2 separate regions of the Drosophila melanogaster genome follow, and region 1 is linked to region 2. A link is a contact called in public Hi-C data. All regions are on one chromosome and are shown on one strand. The core of a region is the stretch at or near the end of the contact, and the rest is flanking DNA. Distances in the headings are between cores, read along the strand shown. Region 1 holds the start of CG3726. Region 2 holds the start of Snx27 (Sorting nexin 27).

What was found. A called contact is a pair of places that touch in the nucleus more often than the background predicts.
Region 1: a contact with region 2 is called in a Hi-C map of the Kc167 cell line, with 3 times the contacts expected there. The contact joins the promoter of CG3726 here to the promoter of Snx27 in region 2. A contact is called at or near these places in 9 of 107 Hi-C or Micro-C datasets (the D17-c3 cell line, the Kc167 cell line, the S2 cell line and 3 more).

What each region holds. Positions count from the first base shown.
Region 1 is chrX:5,914,394-5,920,983 of dm6, forward strand. It overlaps CG3726, which reads left to right and starts at 2,704. Exons shown (of 7, transcript NM_001297988.1): 1 at 2,704-3,234. Shmt (Serine hydroxymethyl transferase) reads right to left here and starts at 2,404. Exons shown (of 4, transcript NM_132050.2): 1 at 2,158-2,404; 2 at 1,870-2,086; 3 at 188-387; 4 at 1-10. The coding sequence starts at 2,076. It also overlaps asRNA:CR44108.
Region 2 is chrX:5,736,184-5,742,634 of dm6, forward strand. Snx27 (Sorting nexin 27) reads right to left here and starts at 1,848. Exons shown (of 6, transcript NM_167045.3): 1 at 916-1,848. The coding sequence starts at 1,241. It overlaps IntS6 (Integrator 6), which reads right to left. Exons shown (of 2, transcript NM_132025.3): 2 at 2,480-6,451. The coding sequence ends at 3,799.

The DNA.
Region 1 (6,590 bases), core at 1,454-3,953, 180 kb after region 2:
ACCGTAGTACCTGCAAGTCAAAGCGATGACCAGGATTAGAGCAGGATCACCAGGGATTCACATGCCATAGAGCCAATAAGGTGATCTCTACCAGTAAGTATGATATCAGAACTAGTATAGAATCATTTAAAGATCCGACTATGATGTCTTCTTGCAGATCCGTGAGGAATCTTATATGTGCACCCACCTCTTGCCGGGATATCCCTCGGAGTACTTGTTGGTCAGGCAGGAGCTCAGGCTCTCGAGAACCGCCACCGAGGTGAAGTTCTCACTGGCGATCATCTCGAGTCCTTCGCGCTGGCGCTCCTTCTCCTTCTTGATCAGCTCGGCCAGCTCCGGATCGCCCTGTGCCAGCGGGGTTTGCAGCAGTTTCTGATCGGCCATATTCTGTTCGGATTTATATAGTATTGTATATTATATATATATATATATAGTAATTGGAATGCTGTGCAATGTGCGATGCGCTCGCCAAGACGATCGTTGAATATGTGCGGACCGTGGAAAATGAACGGCTGCCTGGTCAGCTTTATGCCATGTTTTTAATAACGCTTCGAAACAAAAATAATATTTATGTTCCCGCCGCCGATGGTTGCGAAAAGTTACAAACAAATACGGGTTCAATGGGTTCAAATAGCATTGGAAAAGTTCCGGCGATAAGGCGCAGCTATCGCCAAGGCGAAGATTACGCCTGGATGCACCATGGCAACCACTCGAGAGGCGCTCCCCCGATTCCCTATTCCCGATCCACGATTAGATTGGCCAAATACCAGGGAAACCAAGTGACTTGGGTGCAATAACACGCCCATGATCGAAAATGCGACCCCCCATGGATGGGAGAGCGCGTCTATTTGCGATCCGCTTATCGTCAAGTGATTATCATCCGTCTGGGTCACCAGTTCAAGTCGCCGGACGACGATAAGGACACTGCCCCCCCTTTGCAGCTGACGCACTTCGGAAAGATCGGGAAACGTACGTATATAGTCGAAATGGAGAATATTGGCAGAAAATGGACAAGTTTATATGTATGTAGCTTCCTCCAGCAAATTACGTATCTCTAGTACCATTTTGTTGTTCAACGTTTCCAGCTGCTAACTAATAATCCCTGGAAGATTCTTCTATTTTCAACGCAGAAATGAATTGGACACGCAAAATTTTAGCTGCAAAAACTGGAAACTGGTGATTCCCACTAAATTGAATGCTAATTTCTGGCCACAAGTTGAGTGCAAAATGCATATACATATGTATGTATGTATATTTATATACAAATCTGCCCACACGAATGGGAAATTCGATTTAATGGCCAATGCCAGATTCTTTTTTTTTTTTGCGTTATCAGTTTAAATATTTAGACAAGTGCAAACGAGAATGACAACAACAATGCTCGATAGGGCGCAAACAGCCGAGAAATTCGAGTAGGCCCAAAAACGAGTTTCAGGCCGAGGTAGCGAATGTGAATCAAAAAGATTCAAACTTGGCGCATGGCGACGTTTTGAATACACTAACAGTACACTGATACAAATACGGTACATATATGTACATATGCTATAAGATCTCAATTAAACTACACATGTACATAGGTACTTAACAATGATACTACTATAAACAACACTTTCAGCGGATCGATGGCATGCCATCCACGTAGGGATAGTGCAGTGTGGGAACACATGGCTGAATGAAACGCATGAAGCACATGGCGATTAGCCGGGCATGCCAGGAGCCGCAAATGGAAGCGAAACACAAACTTTCTGAGCACCGCGATCACTGCAAGAATTAAAGGCAATCGAAATGCGAGTCCCCCAAATGGTTCAATTAGCCACACTTTTTCCACCCTCCCCTTCACTTTGCCTGGGACTTTCCCGGCGAACTCACCTTCAAAGTGCTCTGCTTGGAGTCCGAATATCGTCTGATCGCCGGTAAGAATGGCGTTGGTGATGGTTGTTTTTTGGCGGCGATGCGAGTTAAAGCTCCGCTAAGCTTTCCAGTCTCGAAGTTAACCGGGTTGCCAACTTTGGTGTTCAGGTCCCGACTAAGGCAAAACCGAAGCTTTTGTGTCAGTGTAGAGCGCGCCCGCTGCATGTCTTTGTAACTGTAATAAGCAGAATTTTATAGATTTTAGTGGATGTTTTTCAACAATCCTTGGTAATTATTAGTACTCACACGGCTGCGTTCGAATCGGAACTGCCGCAAAGTGAGAAGAGTCGCCGGCGCTGAGATGACGCCGCCGCTGGCTGATAAGCGATAACGATAACCCGTGACCCCTGACCGACCCAGTGATAAGTCCGCCCAAGAGTTCCGACCCGATCGCTGCGCTATCTCTTGGCCAGCATCCAAAATATTCGACACCGAAAATACAACGAAGCGAAAACACGCGTTACGTTGGTAAACAACATTTACCAGGCTAACAGATATCAGCTGTTTGGGTAGTTGGATCGCTGGATTTAGAAGCTTTTGGCGCCGTCTGGCAACGCTAGCGATAGCTACCAATTCTTGTATAAATATTTACAATTTGTGGAAATGTTAAGCGTGTGTGCCTCTTCAATTAATATTAACACTTTATTTTATATCATAATATGCGTTTCTCTCAATCCCTTAAAATGTACGTAGTTATCAAACGCGCGATAACGTTAAGGCATTTAAAGTACCCGCCAAATTGCTGGTACTGCGAACCGGTTTAAGTTGCCAACCGATTGGGAGAGTGCAACATCTCTCTCCAGCAACATTGCTGCCAGCCAAAGTCTATATAAGCAACAACGAAAGTTCAATTCTTTTCACTCAAAAATCCGTCTCCTCCGCGGTACGTTTCACTTCGCTGCGCCGCTAAAAGAAAATTCCTGGAAAATATTAACAAACACATGAGCCTAACATTCTTAACAATTCCAAAACAGAACATTTATTTTTGGTGAATTTCCTGACAATTTAGTGGTTAGTGTTTAATGTTAAAACATTGCTGTGCGCATTTACCGTTATCCGCTCGCAAGGCAAAAGAAAAAGCGCGCGTTTTGAATTCGCTGTTTCGCATTATTTTTTTTTATGTTAAAAAACAAAATATAGAAATGAAACAAAAATGGCAAGCCAGAAATTAAATGAATGAATGAATTTTTTTCGACACAATTCTGCTGCGTGTGCAATTCGATTCGAATAACAAAACAAAAAGCATAAAGGAAAAGTAAAAGAAATTCGAGGGGGGAAAAAAACGCCAAAAGAAAAGATAGCGCGAAAAGTCATAAAGAAAAGGTGAGAAAACAAATTATTTATTTCATGTGCTAAAAAGACACGCAAAACGAACGTCGTTTTATTTTTAGCCAAACAAAAGTTGTGTGTTATTTGTGCGATTTTCTGTTTTTGTTCGCCGCTCTCCCCTTGTTTTTTATCGTTTTTGTTTTTCAATCATATATTTTGTGCTTCTTTTTTTTTTTGCATGTTTTGTTTTGTGCGTGCTCTTTTTTGTTGAATGCAAAAAGGCGAACAAAATATTACGATAAAAATTCCGTTGTTCTCGCCGAAGGTTTCCGGGTTTGTTGACTTTGCCAGCTGAATATTCGAAATTGACATAAATAATAATCGCATGCAATTATTGTAAACAATTGTTTTTCGCTCAGGAAACGATTGGCGCTTTTTCTTCGCTTATTGTAATTGTTGCTGCCAACTAATCGCCAAGATAAAAATGAAAAAAGAGGGGAAAAAACCTACAGAGTTGCAAAAAATTAATTAAATTCATAGGCCAGTAATTTACATTTTTTGTGTGATTTTTTCGCTTTTTTTGTAGTTTTTGTCTAAGCTTGATAATTAGGGTTTTTTGCGGGCTGTTGTTTATCTGCTACAGTTGTACCCAAAATAATAGTCGATGCTTAAAAATGTTTACAAAAAATGTAAATTTTTGTGGCGCTTCAAATAGCTTTACTACGATTTCGAACACAATTGTATATCTTAAGTTTTGGGGCTATTTTTTGTGCTGGTTTTAAATTTTGGTTTATCGGTTTTTGTTATTTCTGTGGCTTTTAGTTTTCTTCTTCACCTGTTTAGCCTTATTTTTTGTTGTCGATTTCGGCTTATTTGTTTTTAGTTTTTTGTTGCACTATTTGAATGCGAGTTTTTTTGTTGTTGAGAGAGGCATTTCCGCCTTTATGGCAAAAGCAATTTACAATTTGCAATTTACTTTTCTCTCGTTTTTTTGCTGTATGGCAATTCATTTTTACAACTTTAATTATATGAACAAAAACTGCAAAACATGAACGGCAAAAATTAAAATTGCAAATCGCATTTGAGTGACGTCGCCGTCAACGTTTCTCCTTCCTTTTGTTTTTGTCGGCTGTTTTATTCGGTTTTTTGTTTTCACAGCGGCATTCGCCTGCGCAAAAAAAAATAAAACAGCGAATCAGTGTGTGGAAGATTGTGTGGAGGGGGGGCAGAGAGCGAGAGAGAGAGAGAGGAAGAGAGCGTATCAGGAGCGAATCTGGAAATTTTTGAACCAAGCTACCGATTTGCAAGAAGAACATGAAGTTAACAAAATATATAGGTTATTGAGCAACAAAATTACGTAAAACATTTAAGATATTTAATGGCACTTAACTCGAATATTTACCCCCTGATCCGGCCCTGGCTTCTGTGCGCTAGTGTTGGTGTGCGTGAGTGCTCTCTCTCTCGTTCGCTGCTCTCTGCTCCCCATCTTCATCGACCCCCCACCACCCGCCTTCGCCCCACTCACACACATTTCAATTACATGTGAAACGCGTGCTCCAAATTTCAAGTTCATTGTCCAAAAACAAATCAGAACAAAAGCGATAACAAACAAGCAAGCCAAAGGCAAAAAAACAAGGGCAGGTCAGCATCCGACGTGCCACGCCCCCAAATTTGGAATATATACATACATATATGCATATATGTTCATATACATACCTATGGACATAATTAATTAATTTATAAATGTGGGAGAAACGCTTAAATAAAGCCTAAAATTAGTCTAAAACTACAACGATTGATATTCCAACAAAACCAAATTCGAAATATAAAACATTTTCAAATCGATTTCGAATAAATGCATATTTACCTGGGCTTCGAGATTTGAAAGCTTTGCATCTAGATTTCATTATCATAAATTATTCGTAATATATGATATATCATGTAAAAAACTTTTGGGTATTCCCACAGTCGAGTCGAAATAAAGCCGTGAAGTATTTATAACAAAATCACACTTATTTTCGTGTTATTCCGCAACCAAATAAAAATTCTTTAGAAAAACAATGCGGCAGTAGGAAATAAAGCAAAAAACGACACAAATTTTGACACGAAATATTGTTTTTCGTGTGTGATTATTTTGTTGTTGTCATTTTTTGTCATACCAGCTTTAAGTTTAGTTTACTCTATGTGTTTATTTATTTTCATTTTGGTAGTTGGCAAATAAAATTCGCTTACGTAAATTTTGGGGTTGTTTATGTTTTGCGCACTATATATGAAAAATGATAACTATAATTTGCAATGCGTAAATAATGTTTGTCAAATGCCGACAAAGTTCCTTAAATCTATTCACAGCGTTTTCAATTTCAATTTCGCCGAAAAAGGGTTTGATTTTGCAACCATTTCTTTTTCATTGAGCTCCCCACTTTTTTTTTCCCTCATTCTCTGATATCAGCTCATATTTATAATTAAAAACAAACAATAAAAAACTGCACTGCAGACGGCAAATCGGAAAAATATAACAAAAAATAAAAAGAAAAGAAGCCATAAATATACACACATATGTGTATAAATATTTATATTTATATGAATTTGCGGGGCGAGACACTAAAAATAAAAAAACAAAACTAACGCTAGGCAAATTTCGCTGATAACTTTGAGAAGTGCTGAAAATACTGGGGCTCCAAAGGGAAAAAGAGTGTAGTAATAATAATTTAAAAAAAAGGTTGAAATCAATGCAATGCGAAGAGATAAAAACTATTTGCGTCGCATAAAGCCAAGCGAAACAATGGGAAATAATAGAGAAAATTTGAGAAAAATAATCGCCCTTCGAAAGTCGAGAATTCTTTGGCTCCCAGTTTCTTTCATTCGCTTTTTGTTTCTCTGTTTGTCCAAGGTTTTCAAATCAAATTATGTCGCGATCGAAAATCACAAAAAAAGGCAACACAAATACGGCCTCTATTTTTATGCAATTAACCGCCAGAGAAAAAAAAACGAAAAAAACATTTTCAAATAGGAAAGATAAAAACAAACAAAACACACGCACACTCCAAATGGGGAACAAAAGCGAACTCTACAAAAATCACCCAAAACCAAAAAAAAAAACTACACATTTATAAATAAAATAATAACAATAAAAAGCCGAATACGAATCGAAATTATGAATCACAAAACGTTTTTTGTGGCTTGTTGGTATTTTTTGTTTTTTCTTTTTCATTGCTTGTGTTTTTTTTTTTTTGCGTTAATACATTTTAATTCAATTTTGTTTCTTTCGCCTTTTTAATTTTATCCGCTTCCGTGGCAATGTGGCATTTTATTTCTATCTAATTTGCAACAATTTTGCAGCTTAAATTGTGTTACTGATTCAATTATATTTACTTTTCTATTAATTCAATTTATATGTGTATGTGCAACAA
Region 2 (6,451 bases), core at 598-3,097:
AGAAATCGCGCCATTATCTAATCGTACACACTTATTTTGTTTTAATAATATATGTATATGAATTATAAGATATGTACATATGTATATGATATGGATGACCAATATAGCTCATATTCTTTTGGGGCTTTCTCGCTTTTTTAACCCAATTAACGCGGTAGCAACCCCCTGAAATGTGTGGATAAATCCAACAACAACCACCAAACACCAAGCAGGTAGCAGTGTTTATTGATATTCCCGGGCATTTCTGACCCACTACGAATTCACCTCCACTTCCAACTCCAACTTCAACACGCCCACTACTCCAGCAGAAAGAACGACCAATAAAAAAAAGTGGGCGGGGTCAGAGGTCGCACATGCAAGCTCTTCGTGGGGTTAACTTCGCTTACTTAACCCCTGGGCACCCCCCAAAAAAATACCAACACCATGAGCCATAAGCTTAAAGAGCTCACTCTTCAGATTGCCTTTTGAATATTTACAAACTCTGTGAGGTTTTCTTTTCCCACTCGGTGCCAAAATAAACTTCCTCGTGTTTCGAAAACTAAAATTCAAGCTATAATTTAATAAGAGGTAGGCATTAGTTAAACGTGTTTAACAGCAAGTAACTTGTGCACATTTTCCCAATTAGTGACAATTAGCACATGCCTTTAGTTGCAAATAGACGAAGTGGTCAAAGGCAGGTTTTCAACTCGCTTATAATGATTCTAAGGACTTTATGAAGTTGAAGGCAATTAAAGGTAAGTACGTCGCACTTTGGGGATGAAAACTAGTTTTAGAATGCAATTACTGAGGCGAGTTTAATGGTTCATTGAATAGTTTTAAACTCAATTTCGATGATACATCTGATAGTAGTGTGATATCAGCTCTTTGAGCTCCCAAAATATGAAAACTAGTCTATGTAACGTGGGTGGTACTTACACTTCCAGGATGCGATCGCCCTTCTTGATGCCCGCCTTCTCGGCCGCCCCATTCTCAAGGACGGCGCTCACGTGCTGAAGGGGGGCGTACAGCTCGCCGTTGATCGAGCGCAGTTGACCCCCCTCGGAAACTTGGCCGCGCACATTGAAGCCGAAGCCCGTTTCCGTTTTGTAAATGGTGACGACACGGGGTCCATTCGCTGTGGTCACGCCTACGCCGACGCCCATGACGACCGCGCCGCCCCCACCGCCGCCCGATGATGCGGTGACTACGGCGCTGGCGGGGGTTGGGGTTGGGAGGGGATGGTTTTCGCCAACGATGCTCATTGCGCCGGTCGTTCGCTCTCGCTCGCACTCAGTGGTGATGGCTGCTCTTCTGCCTCCACCGCACACCCCTCTCCACCTCCTCCTCCTCCTACGCTACTGCTGCTGCTGCTGCCCCTTTCCGACGTTCCTGCTTTCCGACTCACAGCAGCGCTGTGTTGTTTGCACAATATCTTTTGTTGTGTTATGGTTATTTCGCTCTTTTATTTTGCGTAATGTTTTCTGCAACTTCTTTTCGGCACACACACAGCACAACACACACACACACGTATAGAGACAGGCACCGCCACTTTTACTTTTTACGCTCCTCCCTCAATCCGCTTCACCGCTGTGAACTGCGCTCCACCGAAACTCCTCTGGCTGCTCTTTCGTTCGCACACACATACACGCGCACACACCGAAAAAAAATTTATTATTTATGTGGCTTATTTTATTTAACACACGCCTGTGTTTTCGCTCCTTATTTTATTTTCGCGCTGCGCATTTTTGTTCCGTTAGTTGGTCTGTTCTCTGTGTTGATACTCGTAGCGCAGACTTCCGATAACATTGAGTGTATCGCAGTAACTGCCAGTCGATGTATCGCTGGCGTCCTATCGCACTGGCGGACCGATTACGACTGAGCCATCGGGAGAGCAGATCAGCTGGCCGTTAATCGATAGCTATCGGTGCTGTGCAACACTACTATCGTCGGCCGCGAGCGTGACGAACGCAAATATGAGCAGCCACTTTTTAGTATTTTTGTGATATTTTGTGATTTAAAAATACCATACGGTATTTTAATCCGTTATTTTTCAAACCCACTCGACATAATACCGAATGCAAATTCGAAAATTTAACGGTACAATTTTAATTCAAAAAATTCGTGCAACGCATATTTGCATCAATTAAATCGAGGAAAATTTAATGATAATGCAAATAATTACAATAAAATAATATTAAAATGTTTGATAAATAGTCTTTCATTAAAAGCTAAGAAAAACTTGTTCTAAAACGTTCCAAAGCCAAAGACGTTAACTTATATCCCCCAAATTAGATGGTCTTAAATGATGCAATGGGTAAAAGTAAAAGGCTTTGGAGGAGCGACTGCGACCGCGAGAAGGGATCATTCATACATGGGGCATGGTCGCCGACGCTTTTGTATGGGCAGGGGGAGTGGAGGGAAGCTGAAAGGGTATGCCTTATGAGAAAATATATGGTTTTTGCGATGTACCCTAGATATTTCCACCCAACACATGAAACTTGAATGCAATGCTCCTCTTTTTATTTTCGTTTGATTTCGTATTGATTTCAGTTTGCTTTGCTGCTGCTCTGTTGATTCTGTTGTGGTGGTTGTCTTATGAAATTTGTTAAATACGCAGACTCTAAATTGTACATCATTATTTAATAATGAAGCAGTTCTAAAACACTGCCCGCCGCCTAACTACTAGTAAACGTTTTCTCTTTGTGTTTTTCGTTTTTGTTATATCTCAATTACTCACAGGCCATGCATACAAACATACACGTAAAAAAATAGTGCAAAAATGTATTACTTTTTTCTTGTTTTTCTATATGTATATAACAAACTGTACGTTTTCGCTTATCGTTTTGTCTGCCTTTCTACAGGCTATGCTCACATTACAATTCGCATAAATATTTTATAAAATAAACATAACATAATAGCAAATAATATATTGGAGGATTCAAGGAAATACAAGGTAATACAATTCTTTTTAATAATAAAACGCTGACCCGATTTATGTAATATCCTCTATATACATATATGTATATAAACATACACATATATATCTGTTTTTGAAGGGTCATCGCTTTTGTTTTTTACGTTCTCTATTCGTTTTGGCTAAAATCAAAGCAAAGTGTTCTTGAAACAGGTCCAACAAAAAATTGGCTAAAACGTGTGGGGCTCATTAAGCTCAAGCTTTTCCTAAACTTTTCCCTTTTTTTTTATACACATACACTACACTTAGATTTATCTTAATTTATCTAAGTCTATTTAAAATTATTCCTAAGCTCAAGAGTAAATTTTAATTTACGCTTACATATTTATACTAAGTAAAAAAAAAACTACAACTGAAACGGCTGCTACAAAATCCCTTCGCTTTATACTTTATATTCTATTGCTAACTAACGGCTAGCTTAAGTATTTATTTATATATATGTTATAATTACATGTAGCTAGCTTGCCCTAAAAATGTGGTGTTTTCTCTCATTTAGAATTGTGGCTGCTTGTTGGTTTTGTTGTTAATATTATTGTTGCTTGTTTGGTATGCGTTGATCCCCATCCAGATCCTGTGGGCTACCTGTCCTGGCAATTATTTACAGTATATGGAAATTGTTAATATTATTGTTGCTTGTTTGGTATGCGTTGATCCCCATCCAGATCCTGTGGGCTACCTGTCCTGGCAATTATTTACAGTATATGGAAATTGACGAGAATTCTTGGCTTCCGCGGCTGCTCTTCCCCTTCCCAGTTTCGGTTTAGATTTCGATTTCGATTTTGTTGACATCACAGACAGATGGATTGGATGACCCCGCGGGCTCAGTGGTGCCACATGAGCCATCGTTAACTCTTGGCGACGGCCTGCTCCGCGCTGGGGGTCGCTTCATTGGTTCCCACGGCAGTTAACTGCTGCTTGCGATCCCACCACTCCTGTATGCTGGACGCCATGCGATGGCGGCGGAAGCGCAGCGATTCCACGATACACATGTCCACGAAATCCGACTGCATATCCTGGTCGCCCTTGACCAGATTCAGGTGCTCCAGCAGCTGGCTGTAGTCTCGGCCGGGTCGCCGTATATCACGGAAGATCTGCAATCGTAGTTCGACGTTGTGCAACCGGGCCGCTTCGCGCTGCTCCTCGGTGAAAATGAGCGGCAGGCTCTGTCCCGGTGAGCCCATGCCCCCGTTGTTGTGCGTCGGTGAGGAGCCGCAGCTGGAGTTGATCTTCACCTCCAGTTTGTTGGGGCTGCTGTTGTTGTGACCCCGGTGGTTGTGATTGTTGCTCAACGTCGAACCGCTAGCTGCTCCAGCGGCGCTGCTGTTGTTATTGTTGTGATGATTGAGACCACTGGCCCAGTAGTAGTGGGGATTTCCCGCTGCAGTGCTGCCCGCAGTACCCGCTGTCCGTTTCAGGGCATCGAAACTGTTGCCACCCAGCGAGGCATGATCGTCGGATGAGACTCCTCCGCCACTCTCCGTGCTGCCATTGCCATTCAAATTGCTGTTGCTTGCGCCCGCTCCGACCGAGGAGCCACTGCTGGTTCCATTGTGACAGGTCTGCAGTATGCGCGAGATCTCCGAGGCATCGTTGATGTCATTGTGGCTGAAGTAGGCGGAACTAGACGATAGTCCCGAGCTGCTGGCAGCGGGCGTACTTGTTCCCAATGGTGATAGAGGCACCAAGGACAATGGCGAAGGTGGGGAAATGGCTGAACTATGACCGTGTCCATAACCATTGGCCAGTGGCAGCGATCCCGGCTTGCTGACACCGAGTAGTCCCGATCCTCCGCCACCCGCCGCTCCACCCAGGGAGCTAAGGTTGTCCAACGGCGAGCTCGGACCACCCAGATTACTGCTGTAGGCCGCATGGGTGGTCAGTCCGTTGAGGGGCACGTAGAGAACGCCCGGGGAACTGGCGCTGGAGCTGATGGAACTGCTGCTGCCGGCCGCGACGGCGGAGCAAACTTCGCTGCCATTGCTGGCGGGGATCACAGATGTTGCTGGCGTGGCTGAAACTGCTGGTGATGCTCCAATTGACGACGGTTCGTTAGCTGAAGACGCACCCGGCAGGGATGCCCCGCCTGGAACTGCTTCCGTTTCGCCCGTTTCTGCATCGTCGCTGATGCCATTGATGAAATTGTGCACATAACCATTGAGCGGCGTATCCTGATCGCTGGTCTCCTCCTCGATGAAAACGAAACTGATTCGCAAGGGATCCAAATGCGAGTTTGACATCCCTGAATCACTGGCCGAGGCCTCCGATGTGGAGCTCACAAAGCTGCTGTTGCTATTGCTGTCCTCGTCGAAACAGCTGGAACTGGGACCGCCATCAGCGCCCATGGCGGAATCGCAGCCGGATATGGATGACGTGGCGCCTGGTATCGGTGATCCTGGTGCACTACCCGTTGTTGATGATTCGGAGCCGGAGCTCGAAGATCGCGAGTCCGTAGATGATCGACGGAATTCAAAGCTACGTGGCAGCGGTCCTGCTTTCCTCTTTCGCCCACGAGACGTTCCGTCCAGTTTTTTAGAGGATCCGCCACTGCCACCTGCGCCCAGCATCAGTCCTGACATTCCACCCCCCATTCCCGGCATTCCGGGCATCCCGGGACCCGAACCACCGCCGGGCGAAGAGCCCGGGGATGAGGGACCCGGTCCAGTGGGCGAGCCCGATCCGGAAGGTGAGCCGGGCGGCGCTCCACCCGGTCCATTGCCATTTGGCGACTTCATTGGCGCCACATCGCTCAGATCCGCCTCGTCCACCATCACCATGTGCTTGTCCTTCTTGTACGGATTACCGAACATGTGCTGCCGCACATTCGTCGGCTCGATTTCACGCAGCGGATTGTCCTTGTTCTTGAGGTACTCCTGGTAGTTGCCCATCTCGGCGATGGGCAGGCAATGGCCCGAGTCCTTGGCCACCAGCGAGACGGGTCGCAGTAAGGTCTCACGCATCTTGGCTATTTCCTCCACCAAATCCCGCCGCGGTATATCGAAGGGATTGCGATGCGACTTGGCCGACGACTGATGCGTTGGCTGCGGCACCACAATCGTATAATTCTCCACGGGATCTATTTCCCCATGCAACTTGGAAAATATATCCCGGAGCAGTGGATGCCGCACCAAATCTCTGCGCAACGGCGCACCTGTGAACAGTTTGCCCGTCTCCACTTGGCGATATGGTGGCTTCGGCTGCTTCAGCTGCTTGTACACCTTCATGCAAAGATTCTCCTGATCCTGCTTGGCCGTATTCTTGATGTGCTTCAGCTGATTGGCGATCGTTGGCGACAGATAGTTGTCCACATTCTCCGGCAGCAGAAACTGCAGCAGCTGATACGGCACATTGATGTTGACCAGCGCCTTGCGCAGGAACGGGCAGTAATACGGCGGTATTGAACGCACATAGGCGTTGAATTTGTACATCAGATCGCTCGGCGGACTCATATTGTACTTGTGAATGAGGTCATGCAGAATGGGCAGCAACGCTGGATAATTG